Regions from separate parts of the Ovis aries genome. Here region 1 is linked to region 2. A link is a contact called in public Hi-C data. All regions are on one chromosome and are shown on one strand. Each heading gives the region's core, a stretch centred on a gene start, on an enhancer-like site or on the middle of the called end of the contact. The rest is flanking DNA. Distances are from core to core; before and after follow the strand shown.

Region 1 (6,544 bases), core at 2,057-4,556, 190 kb after region 2:
TGCAAAAAAGACAGGGTCTGAAACAAAGAAGTAACTATTCTGATTATGAGTTCACAAAAAAATTAACAGTACCGCTGCATTTCAAACCTAAGAGCTCTAAATCCAAGGTGACAAACTTTCAAACTAATTATCTAAAAGGGGAAGTGTTGAGCTCTTAATAGGAAGCTTAAGAGCAATAAAATGGTATCTTTCAAATAATGCTTTCACTTTACATTTCATATAATTAGTCCAACACCACAAAACAAAAACAAAAAAACCCACAACAACAAAACCTACACCTCCACTGCAGACACTTTAACATCTCTTTCAACATTCTAATTTAGCCTAGAGGTAGAAATGCATTTTTTTTTCCAGAAATGCATTTCTCAAACCTATACTCCATACTCCCAAAGGCTGTATTTCCTTCAAATCTTAACACAGGATTTCAAATTAAGTCTACACTTCTACTGACTTCTCAAACGAGTTTTTCAACGAATAATTTGTTTTATTTGCTTTGCTACGTTCCCGCAAATACATGAATGAAAAGTACCTTAAAATTAACTATTGTGTACATAAAAGGATGAAGGATTTGAGCCCATTTTAGCTTTGAAATATGCTTCTTAAACATTGTGAGCAAATAGGAAAGGAACTGCATGATCTTTCTTTATATAAGGTCTTAAAATAAGACTCAGTAGGATGCCATTTTGAAACTTCCCCACAGGAAGTTCAGTTTGGAAAGAGGGCCAGTTAAATGCTTCAACCAATATTTTTTTAATGACTTACAAGTTAGTTTTGCTTTCTTACCAAAAAAAAAACCAAACACCAAGTTTATGACTGGTACTGCTGCTGCTGCTAAGTCACTTCAGTCGTGTCCAACTCTGTGTGACCCCACAGATAGCAGCCCACCAGCCCCCCACCCCGACCCGGGATTCTCCAGGCAAGAACGCTGGAGTGAGTTGCCATTTCCTTCTCCAATGCATGGAAATGAAAAGTCAAAGTGAAGTCGCTCAGTTGTGTCCAACTCTTAGCGACCCACAGACTACAGCCCACCAGGCTCCTCCATCCACGGGATTCTCTAGGCAAGAGTACTGAAGTGGGGTGCCACTGCCTTCTCCAAATTTTGACAATTCAAGAATCATAAACATCTTACCAAAAATAAGTGTCTTGAAAAATCTGGGCATCCAATTTAAATTACTGTAGGTAAATTCTCTTCCATAGTATTGAGTAACAAAGATTTGTTACACAGTAGAATGAAATAAAGATTCAAGTTCATAAATTCATAAACTTAAGTTGGTTAAAAAGAAACTTCTCGTAACTAGATCAGGAGCTAACCAAAAATATACTTGGAAAAAGGAACATTCAAGCAAATTTGATATTAGTCTTTAAGCATACTGTCAAGAAATAAGCATTTCCTCTTCTGTTTTTTTTTTTTTAATGACTTAACCCAAAGTTAGGAGGACATTACGGTACTTAGCCTGACAAGATCCATATTAAAGAGACCAGTACTTAAAACCCCAGCAGAAATCTAAGAGACTGTATTTCTCTCTGGCTAAGCCAGAGATCCATTTGAGTTAGGAACCAAAAGCATTTCAGTTGTTCCACAATAATGCCAGAAAAAGGTGCCTTAAAACTGCTAAGATTACAATCTTAGGCAAGAAGAGGGTAAGACGTTGTTACTGATGGTCAAATCTCTGCCTTGTTTCCACGGAAGGAATTGGGACCCTTCACTTGTTGAAAAGGGACCAACTCTCCAAACAAGTATTATCATGCGACCATTTCAAAGCACAACTAGATGCCTACAACGTTATGTATCATCAGCTCATTTTCTCCTTAGACAAGGTAACAATTTGGAATGTCCTAAAACAGGATAATTTAAACTGTTACCAAATATCTTATTAAGAGCTAAAATACTACACTGCCAAATCTCTGGAAGGACAGATATGACAACCTGAGGATATTAAGCCCAAATACTTCTACATAAACAAGTTTGTTCTTAATCTGTTTGACCTACTTCCTGATTTTGTATTTGTCCAATCATTTTTCCATCCGTGTATCCCTACTCCTATCAAACGGACTGTCACGAGGTAAACACTCAGAATTTTCTCCGCAAAAAGTAACCAACTATGCTCACTCAGTTATTAACTGTTAAACTCCCCAAGGCAACTGAATTACAGAGAAATAAAAAGAGAGACTAAGAGTTAATACTCTCAGGAAAAAAAACTTTTAAGAGTCCTAAAATATGTGATGTTTGAGTGACTTCAAAGGGAAAAGCTTCCTGCTCAAAGTTTATTTTAAACACATCTCCAAACCCACAGACATCAAGCATTAAAGTTTAATCCTAGGAAGGGTACTCATCTGTGGGAACCCACTTGGGTGAAATCTGCAGAGGGGGTGGGACTGAAAAAGAACATTTGTGCTTTTGGCCTTATGTAACCCCCTGGAGACCCATAGTATCTCTCACGGAGGCCTCCCAAATGCTCGGCTCACTACGAGAGCTCTTCTCCTGGGCGAGTAGCACCACTACTACAGAACAGACACTGAGCCAGGTGGGTGGGGGCCGACTCTGGAGACTGAGTGAGCGCCCGGGCGCGCGAGTGGAACAAAACCTGTGGCAAGAAGTAATGAGGAAGTGCTCGCTCCCGCCCGCCCCTCCCACCGGCGGACACCCGAAACACCCGGGGTTTGACAACGTGCTGGGGGCGGGGGAGGGGGACTGGCAGCTCCAGGTCCACCGAGAGGAACCCGGAGTCGGCAACTACTCCGAACACGGGCACCTCGCCCCCCCCGCCTCCCCGGAGCTAGGCCTCCGAGGCCGATGCCCGCAGCACCCATCCGGCAGTTGAGAAGCTCGTGGAGTCTGCGAAGGGTGCAGTCCGCGCGAAGCGAGGGCCCAGCCGCCCCCAAGTGCCGCCAACACCGCCCTCAGAGCCGCCAGGCCCGGGCAAGGGGGGGCCAATCCCGGGTCTCATTCCGCGCTCTGCCCTCGGTTTCCTAGAGCTTTCACCAAGCCCTCTTCTCTCCAGAGGCCGAAGACTCCGCGGGCCGAGGGGAGACAGTCCGCCCTCTCCCGCCTCGCCACTTCCCCGTCCCGACTGCCCCTCACACCTCGGAGCCCCGGGAAACGCTCCCAGTGGCCCCGGGACCACCCCCGTTCCTTCCCGCACCGGCACCCAAGTTCCGTAGCTGACACCGCCTGTCGGCCTCGGCACCCGACCCCAGCCCACCACACCTCAAGCGGCTCCGACGGCGCTGGACACAGGAAACTCCTGGGTCCCCGACTCCGGTTCTCCTAGACCCCCTCTTCGGTTAACTCCGCTTGTTTCTCTACAAAATGGCGCCGGAGGTCGCGCGCTCACGTCGCGGCCTTTCCCCTCCCCGTTCCTATTTCATCATTTGCTGCCCGCCCGAGAAGGGATGGACCCAGCACCAGCCAATGAGCGCACCCCGCCTGTGGCTCCCGCCCAATCATCGACAGGTGCCCGCGGATTTAAACCAATCACACACTATCACTTGCAGAAGTCAAGGAAGAAACCAGGCTCCTGCTAGCAACTACCAATCCAGACTCCTACTTCGCGGGCTTTGGCCAATTGCCGTTCACCAGTCCCCAGGGACTGGAGTCGGAGCCCTCGCGCCTGCGCTCGAGGCGAGGGCCAATGGGGAGAAGCAGATAACTTCGATTTGGGGCTTCATGGACTTCCCACCTGCCCTCGAGATCCTCGACCAATGGGGGTCTGGCAAAGCCTCTGAGAAACACTAAATAAAGGAGGGGGCCCTTAAGCCTTCTCCACCTTGCGCGGGAACTATTATGAGTTAGAGTGAAAAACAGCCTTCCAGTACTCTCCTTTCTCTTTCGAAGTGTCAAGTGTCCGGTAGACCACGGGGATTCCCAATCTTAAACACTCCCGTCCTGCCCCGCGTCTCTTTGGCGGGGAACGCCGGTTACCAGAAAACTACAAGCAAGCGAGGCTCTAACTAGCGCTCTGGCGCTTTGCATCCTGGGATGTGTAGTCCTCCCCCTCCGCCCATCCCTGTCGCAAAAGTAGTGCGAGTTCCTCCCTCATTTACGACGCCCCAGGAAGAGCAATGCATTCTGGAGAACGTAGTCCCATTTGGTCCTCTCATGCTCCGGTCAGGAGAACTTTCCTGTCTAGTTCTGCCTCTGGAAGAAGGCACTCCCTACGGAGAAATAGGAAACTCTCGGGTTCTTTGTTTGGCTTAGTCCCTGTTAGTGGTAGCAGAAGGAATACTTATGCCCTTTGCTGTCGGGAGAAAAAAATGTAGAAACATCTTTTTTAAGATTTTGTGGTTAAAAAAAGATTTTGTGGTCACCTGTATCCAGCGAAGTGAGGGAGGAGAGTGAAGAAGTTGGCTTAAAGCTCAACATTCAGAAAACGAAGATCATGGCATCTGGTCCCATCGCTTCATGGGAAATCGATGGGGAAACAGTGGAAACAGTGTCAGACTTTATCTTTTTTGGGCTCCAAAATCACTGCAGATGGTGATTGCAACCATGAAATTAAAAGACGCTTACTCCTTGAAAGAAAAGTTATGACCAACCTAGATAGCATATTCAAAAGCAGAGACATTACTTTGCCAACAAAGGTCCGTCTAGTCAAGGCTATGGTTTTTCCAGTGGTCCTGTATGGATGTGAGAGTTGGACTGTGAAGAAAGCTGAGCGCCCAAGAATTGATGCTTTTGAACTGTGGTGTTGGTGAAGACTCGTGAGAGTCCCTTGGACTGCAAGGAGATCCAACCAGTCCATTCTAAAGGAGATCAGCCCTGGGTGTTCTTTGGAAGGAATGATGCTAAAGCTGAAACTCCAATACTTTGGCCACTTCATGTGAAGAGTTAACTCATTGGAAAAGACTCTGATACTGGAAGGGATTGGGGGCAGGAGAAGGAGGCCTGGCGTGCTGCGATTCATGGGGTCGCAAACAGTCGGACACGACTGAGCGACTGAGCGACTGAACTGAACTGAACAGGTAGACTCATGCATAATTTGTCTTTTTGTGACTGACTGATCTCTCTAACCTCCTAAAAATACTTTTTGACACCTGCCTTCATTGAACGCCAACTCTTCCAGCAAACTTTAACTGAGTATCTGGTGGTTTCAAATACGTGTAGGATACCCAAGGACCCCATGTACAATAAGCGGAAGGGTTACTTCAGTCTTGTTCATAGCTGTATCCCAGCACCTAGCACAGTGCCTGGCACTTGACAGACACGTGAGAAAATAAATGTTGAAAAATCATGCGATGGAGAATTGGATTTAAAACATTATAATGTTAGTGATAGAAGATTCCTTAAACAGACCAGTGAGTGAGTGAAGTCTCTCAGTCGTGTCTGACTCTTTGTAACCCCAGGGACTGTAGCCCACCAGGTTCCTCCATCCATGGAATTTTCTAGGCAAGAGTACTAGAGTGGGTTGCCATTTCCTTCTCCAGGGGATCTTTCCAACCCAGGGATCGAAACCCGGTCTCCTGCATTGTGGGCAGACGCTTTACTGTCTGAGCCACCAGGGAATCAAGGATGAGAATATAAGTCCTTCCTATACCTTGTTGTATAAAATTGCTGAAACCTCAACGGATAGCAGAATTTTAGCCAGATTTATCAAAACTGAAAATGCATAGACCCATTGATCCAATATCTAAGAATTTACTCCACAGGTGAATATTGCAAATTTGTACAGAGATGGATATTTAAAGATATTAATTGATGGGGTTAATTAGGTCCTAAAAGATTGGACACAATAGAAAAGAAGATGAATAAGAGTATGGAATACCGCAAAGTTTTTTAAAACTATAAGTCTGTAGGTACTAATATGGAATGATTCGAAGATTTATTGTTAATCGTTAGGTGCAGAATAAGAAAAACAAAACCAAAAACGGATGGCATAATCAGTATGTTACCATTTGTGTAGGAGAAAGGAACTATATTTGTATTTACCTGTAAATAAGTGTATTAAAAGATTTGAAAAGATAACGCCATTTCCCCCAACTGACATAACTGGTTATCCCTGGGTAGGAAGTGGAATGAGGAAGGGTAATGGGAGCTTTTGCTTTTTGTTTTATTTTCAGTCAGTCAGTTCAGTGGCTCAGTCCTGTCTGACTCTTTGCAATCCTATGGACTGTAGCATGCCATGCTTCCCTGTCCATCACCAACTCCCAGGGCCTACTCAAACTCATGTCCATCGCGTCGGTGATGCCATCCAACCATCTCATCCTCTGTCGTCCCCTTCTTCGCCCGCCTTCAATTTTTCCCAGCATCGGGGTCTTTCCCAATGAGTCGGTTCTCTGTATCAGGTGCCCAAAGTATTAGAGTTTCAGCTTGAAAATCAGTCTTTCCAATGAATATTCAGGACTGATTTCCTTTAGGATTGACTGGTTGGATCTCCTTGCAGTCCAAGGGACTCTCAAGAGTCTTTTCCAACACCACAGTTCAAAAGCATCAATTCTTCAGCACTCAGCTTTCTTTATAGTCCAACTCTCACACCCATACATGACCACTGGAAAAACCATAGCTTTGACAAGATTGACCTTTGTTTTGTTTTATTACCATAGATTC
Region 2 (6,346 bases), core at 1,434-3,933:
GCCACAAGGGAAGCCTGGCTCTTAAAATTTAGGCTATAAACAGATCTATACTTGATAAAACTTGGTGCCACTTTTGTCAAAGAATTAATGCAACTGTTTAGCATCATAAGTTCAAACTTGCACTCATTTCACTTTTTGTGACTTATTCACTTATTAGTTCAAGGAGAAAACAGACTAAATGGAGAAAAAACATACAAACAATGAATAACAGTTTCCTGATGAGCCGTGACATTAAATAAGAAAACAAGATATTCTGATTTTATTTTAAACACTGGCCTATTACTTTAGGATCAAAATAACTGTGGTATTTGAGTTTAGAGCCAATATTCTGGTCTCTTCACAAAAGTAATCCCTTTCTTTGGCACTGATAGATCATTAAGCATCCATCTCAACTGTTTCAATGTGAAAAATAGCTTGCTATCTTTGTCAGCAAATAACCTGCCATGCCTTCAATTAGACAAATTAACTTATATTTCTACCCCAAACTGTATCCAGTGTCCTACAACCATTTCACCAGAGAAATTAAAAGTTTTGGCTAGTAACTCTTTATTTTGGTATTCGATAGTGAGCAAACTGAACATTTAAGATATGATTTTTTAAAAAAGATTCTTATATAACTACCACAAAATAGATAACACTGGTGGTCCAGTGATTAGGGCTCTGTGCTTCCACTGCCAAGGGCATGAGTTCAATCCTTGGTAGGAGAGCTAAGATCCCTCAAGCTGTGTGGTGCGGACCAAAAAAAAAAAAAGTAAAGAAAAAGGCTCTTAAATAACTATCACCAAATACTGAACAGACAACTAAAAGTTCAAGGCGGATTTTTCCACTGGACTGTGGACCTGCCTGTTCAGCAGCTTCTGGACTCCATAAGTGCAAACTCGAACTCATATTTTGCCTTAAACTGCCTGTGCTCTGTACAGCTATCAGTGTCACCTCCATCCACCTAGCTGACCAAGTTAGAAACCTGGATTATCTCTGACCATCTCTGTCCTTTCATTCCTGTATCCAACTACTTGCCAGGTACTGCCCTGTATGTGTGTATGCTCCGTTGTGTCTGACTCTTTGCAGCCCCATGGACTGTAGCCCGGCCTGGGATAGAACCCACGTCTCCTGCATTGGCAGGCGAATTCTTTACCACTGTGATATCCAACACAGCTTCCCTGCCTCTGACCTCTCCCTTCTTCACTGCCAGGATATGCTTTTTAAAGCCCAAATATATGTCCTTACTTGCTCAAAAGCCTTACTTTTTCTCCTGTTTCCTATGGAATAGCCTAAACCTCTTAGAATAGCACCCAAGGCTTTCCATTATTCAGTCCACTCCCCCACTGCCTCTTGTTTGGGTGATGCTCAGGGTTTAACTTCCATTGGTCACTGAATGATTGCACAGAGTGGTCAATGCCACTGAAAGAAGTTTCATTACTCACAGTTCCCAAGAGAAAGGGGCATACATCAAGCCATGCAGGGCCACCTGGGGAAGCACTGGTTCAGTCAGGAGGCTGAAGGAGGGAGGGGAGAAGATGGCCCAGAGTTTAGGGGGGTTTCTGTGGGAAGAAATAGGTGAGGTAGAATAGATAAGTTTGAGCAAACTTAGGATTGAGTAGTTGGAATCAGGTTGGTCTCTAATTGTCCAGTACTTGGCCCTGGGGTGATTTAGGGAAGGGGAAATATTGGCTTGGTATGTGGGAGTTAGATAAAGGAAGTGGTTGGGATATGGGCTTTGGATCAGTTGCTTTGTCCATGGAAGGCAAGTTGTTTATTACTCCCGGAATTAGCTCACCCTCAAATGAACAGTTCTTCCCAGGGCTACAAGGCCCTAAAATGTCAAAGCATCGTAAAGTGTAAAATAAAAAACATGAGTAATACACATTCCTTTCCCATGAACCCTCTGTTCATAGCTCTAGTTGCCCCAGAAAATGTCCTTTATGAATAAGTTCTGTAGTGCCTCTCTAAACACTCTGCCACCACCCAGAGCCCTGACTGACACCCCAAGTCTGGTACCATGTAACATGACCCCTCCCTGTCCCTCTCCCCCGGAGCAGTAATGGCCCTGGTCACAGGCAACCACTCTATAGAGAGGCTGGTCACCTGTGACCAGTGTGACCTGCCTGAAAGAGATGAATTGGGCCGATCAGATTTCCTCTTTTAAGGATTTAAAATGAGAGCCATAAAAAGAGATAGCAAATAAGACGAACTGGGAGGTTCTTAAGTACCCTCAGGACCTTCCCTCCCACTGTAATCTATACCCACTCCAAAATACTACAAATAGTCCGTAATAATTATCTGGGGCTAGTGCTAGAGTTCTGCTCTGTTTCATGTTTCTTTCAAGCACCAGCATTAACAAAGATTCACAGAGACTGACAAAATGTAAATTCAGACTGGATCAGGTCAGAGAGGGAGGGTGCAATGAAGCCCCCAAGTGTGTTGCAAAATGTTTTAAATTTCATATAAACATTTAAAGGACCACGATCTAGTGCAAATGCATTTTGCAGCTTCAAAGCAATCTCCAGTTTTATTTAAAGTTCTCACACCAGGCTACACTCCTGAAAAAAAACACTTTGGGCGGAGCCAAGTACTACTCCTCTTCCTCTGGGTCGCGCAGAACCAAATCCGCAGACTTTGTCGATTGCTTCTGTCTGGGCAGACCAGCCTGGATCGACTGCTCCCGTCTGGCCCGTCCGCGGGCGCGGGAAAAAGAGTTTGAATCCAGTCTGACTGCCGCGGCGACCTCCTCAACCTTCACAATCCTGACCAGCCTCAGCAGCCTCCTCTTTTTACATCCCTGACTCCAGGAGGTCTCCCGAATCACGAGAGTGGAAACGGAGACACTCAAGCCGCCGCCATGTCCGAGGCTTATTTCCGGGTGGAGTCGGGTGCGCTGGGTCCTCAGGAGAATTTTCTTTCCTTGGACGACATTCTGATGTCCCACGAGAAGCTCTCGGTGCGCACGGAGATCCCCATGCCGCGCCTGGGCGCTTTCTTCCTAGACCGGAGCGGAGGGGCCGAGACTGACAATGCGATCCCGGAGGTAAGCGATTCCGTCTGGAAAGACTACAACTCCAAGTAGGACTTGCGGGCTCTGGGGCGCTGCGTAGCCGGGCGTGATGCCCTCTGGGATTTGTAGTTTTACAGTACAGGGAGGCCGAGCGGAGCGCTGAGTCCTGTTCGCCGCGCGCCCCACTCCCACCCCCCCAGCCTTCGCGACCTCTGCGGAAACTAAATTTATACTGGGTCGTCAGGGTCCCTCCAACACGGATTTCTTTTTTGAAACTAACCAAATTCAGCAGTGTGTTTTCACCCGGTGTGTGTTGATGCTTAAGGATCGGCGCCTACGGACCAGGGTTCTGATCACTTTTTGCCTTAAAGCAAAACAACAGTTTTGGGACATCATCCCAAGTGATGTCTGGGAGCTGCAAATTGCTATATTCGTTCCTGAAATGATGATGGCATCAGCAACCATTTCCTGAGAGCTTTTAGTGCAGGGATCTATTACTCCTTTAGTCGTTTAACAGCCCTATATTCAGATATTGTTACACATAAAGAAATTGAAGCCCAGATATGTTGGGTTTCTTGGCCAGGGTGCCAGGGTCTTATTGTAAGTGGTGAACTGGGATTCGAATTTAGAACTGCATGACTTCAAGTTCGAGTTTTTCCCAGGAACATGGCTTGTAATAGTTCTTATTTTTAAATATTTATTTGGCTGCGTGGGGGTCTTAGTTGCCATGTGCGAACCCTTAGTTTTGGCATGTGGGATCTGGTTCGCTGACCAGGAATGGAACCCGCCCCCCACCCGCAGTGGGAGCTTGGAGTCTTAGCCACTAGACCACCAGGGAAGTCCCATAATGGTTATTTTTTATTTCGTAGTTAACCCAAGTTTTGTTTAGAAGGGTTTTTTGTTTGGTCTATTTTGAGTTATTTTTATCAAAGTGAGACATATGCAAAGTTTAAAAAGCCAGATAATACCCAAAGATTTATAGAAAAAAATAGGAGACCTTGCCTTGCTCTCCCTCGTGTCCTTTCCATTTCTACAGGATCTGTCTCCTTTTTTCACAGTCTCTTCAAAATTCACCTCCATATTTCTAATTAATGTTCTTAAATTTATCTTGAGTTTTTAAACATTTAGACATTATGTTTTGACTTTCCGTTAGAGTACTTAATTAGTTGGTTCTCTTACACACTGATAAACAGAGGTGTACCATCCATATTTTATTCATATTTCCTTCGTTTTTACTTAACATCCATTTTCTGTTCCAGGTTCCCATCCAGGACACCAAATTGCATTTAGTAATTGTGTGTCCTTAGGCTCCTCTTGGCTTTGACAGTTTATTAACCTTTCCTTGTTTTTAATGACCATGAGTTTTGTGGAGTGCTGGTGAGGTATTTTGTTGAGAATATTCCTCATTTGGGATTTGTCTGCTGGTTTTCTCATGATTAGACTGTTTTGAGGTGGAAGACCATAGAGGCGAAGTGCCATTTTTACCACATCTTAACAAGGGTACCTGCCATCAGTGGGACTTGTGTTGATACAAACCTTGATCACTTGAGCTATGTGGAATTTGTCAGGATTCTTCATTGTAAAGTTACTCTGCTTTTCCACCTTCCAGACTGTTCTCTCTGGAAGGAAGTCATATGTACAGCTATACTTAAGGAGAGGGGAGTTACGGTCCCCTTCTTTGAGGGCCCAATGTCTACATATGCTATTTAGGATTCTTCTGCGTGGGAGATTTGTGTAGGAAGGTTTTTACTGATATATTTCATTTCATTCATAGACACAGGGCTATCAGATTTTCTATTCTAGTTTTACTCTTGGTACATGGTTTTTCCACCCTGGGAATTTGACTGTTTCACCTAAATTTTCAAATAGAGTGGTATAGTGTTGTTCAAAATATCCTTTTACTATCTTTTAAACATCTGTACAATTATAGCTGTGTCCTGCTTTTTATTCTTGATATTGAGAAGTTATGATCTCTTTCTTAAGAGATCATAATTTCTTACTAGGAGTTTATCACTTGTAGCAGTCTTTTAAAAGAACTAAATAATGGCTCTGTCAGCTTTCTCATTTGTACCTTCATTTTTAGGTCATTTAGTTCTTATCTTAATTATTCTTTCCTTCTCTTTTCTTTGGGCTTAATTTTCTTTGTTCTCTTGCACCATTCACATTTTGAGATGGGTACCCAGGTCATTGATTTTTCAGCTTTCTTTTTTACATTTTTAGCTGTGCTTTTCCTGTAGCTTTAACTACATTTCACAAGTTTTAATTTGGTTTTCTAATTTTCACTATGAATTCTTCTTTGACTCATGAATTATTGAGAAGACTGGTGCTTAGGTCCAAACATCTGGGGACTTTGCTATGTACAGTTTGGATTTTGATTTCTGGCTTAGTTCCACAGTGGCCAAACAACATAGTCTGAATGACTTCAGTTTTTTGAAAGTTAGCGTTTGCTTTAAACAGCAGCATAAGGTAACCATTCAGTTTGTGCTTGAAAGGGCTTCCCTGTGGATCAGCAGTAACAAATCCATGTGCCATGGCAGGAGACTCAGGTTCGATTCCTGGGCCAGGAAGATGCCCAGGAGAAGGAAATGGCAACCCATTCCAGTATTCTTGCCTGGGAAATCCCATGGACAGAGCAGCCTGGCAGGCTACAGTCCACAGGGTCACAAAAGAGTTGAACATGACTTAGCAACTAAACAACAGCGATGTGCTTGAAAAGTTTGATATTGTGAAGGCATGGTCTGCAGTGCATAATCTATACATAAATTAGGTGAAGCTTTTATTTGTTTTGATTGTCTATGTTATTGATTTTTTGTTTGCTACTTCTCATTTATCGAAAAGAGATGTTAAAATCTCCCATGATGATTGTAGATTTGTCATTTTTCCTTTTACTTCTGTTAATTTAGACAGATATTCCTATTTTTCTAATAGATTTAATGACCATTTTATTATCAAAGGTCCGTCTTTATCTCTAGTAATGCTTCTTTTGCATAACATTTTTTCCACCTTCTATTTTCTGTTATCTGCATTTGGGTAGTTTTTATTTACGTTAGTTAGGAAAGCCTTCCCTTTGTGTCACATTTTTGTTCTTCACTCTCTTTTTGGTATAAATGCTTTTTCTCTCTCCGTTCCATCATGACATAAAACTTCAGCCCACACAGTTCATTTCTTAAGTCACAACTACATCTTCTGTGTTTGGCAGTCATTCCCCTAGAGAGAACAGGCAGTACTGATATTCATTCATTCCCTTAGGTCACGTGCATAGTAACACATTTACTATGTTACTTGTCTTTAAAACCTACAATCCTGTGTGATACAGGGCACAAAGCTTGAACTCCCTTTGTGGCTGGCAAAGGG

What was found. A called contact is a pair of places that touch in the nucleus more often than the background predicts.
Region 1: a contact with region 2 is called in a Hi-C map of hypothalamus, with 5 times the contacts expected there. The contact joins the promoter of CNOT1 here to the promoter of GINS3 in region 2. A contact is called at or near these places in 2 of 16 Hi-C or Micro-C datasets (hypothalamus and liver).

Annotation. Positions count from the first base shown.
Region 1 is chr14:25,973,323-25,979,866 of ARS-UI_Ramb_v3.0, forward strand. CNOT1 (CCR4-NOT transcription complex subunit 1) reads right to left here and starts at 3,307. Exons shown (of 48, transcript XM_060398361.1): 1 at 3,209-3,307.
Region 2 is chr14:25,785,010-25,791,355 of ARS-UI_Ramb_v3.0, forward strand. GINS3 (GINS complex subunit 3) reads left to right here and starts at 2,684. Exons shown (of 2, transcript XM_042231732.2): 1 at 2,684-3,025. The coding sequence starts at 2,840.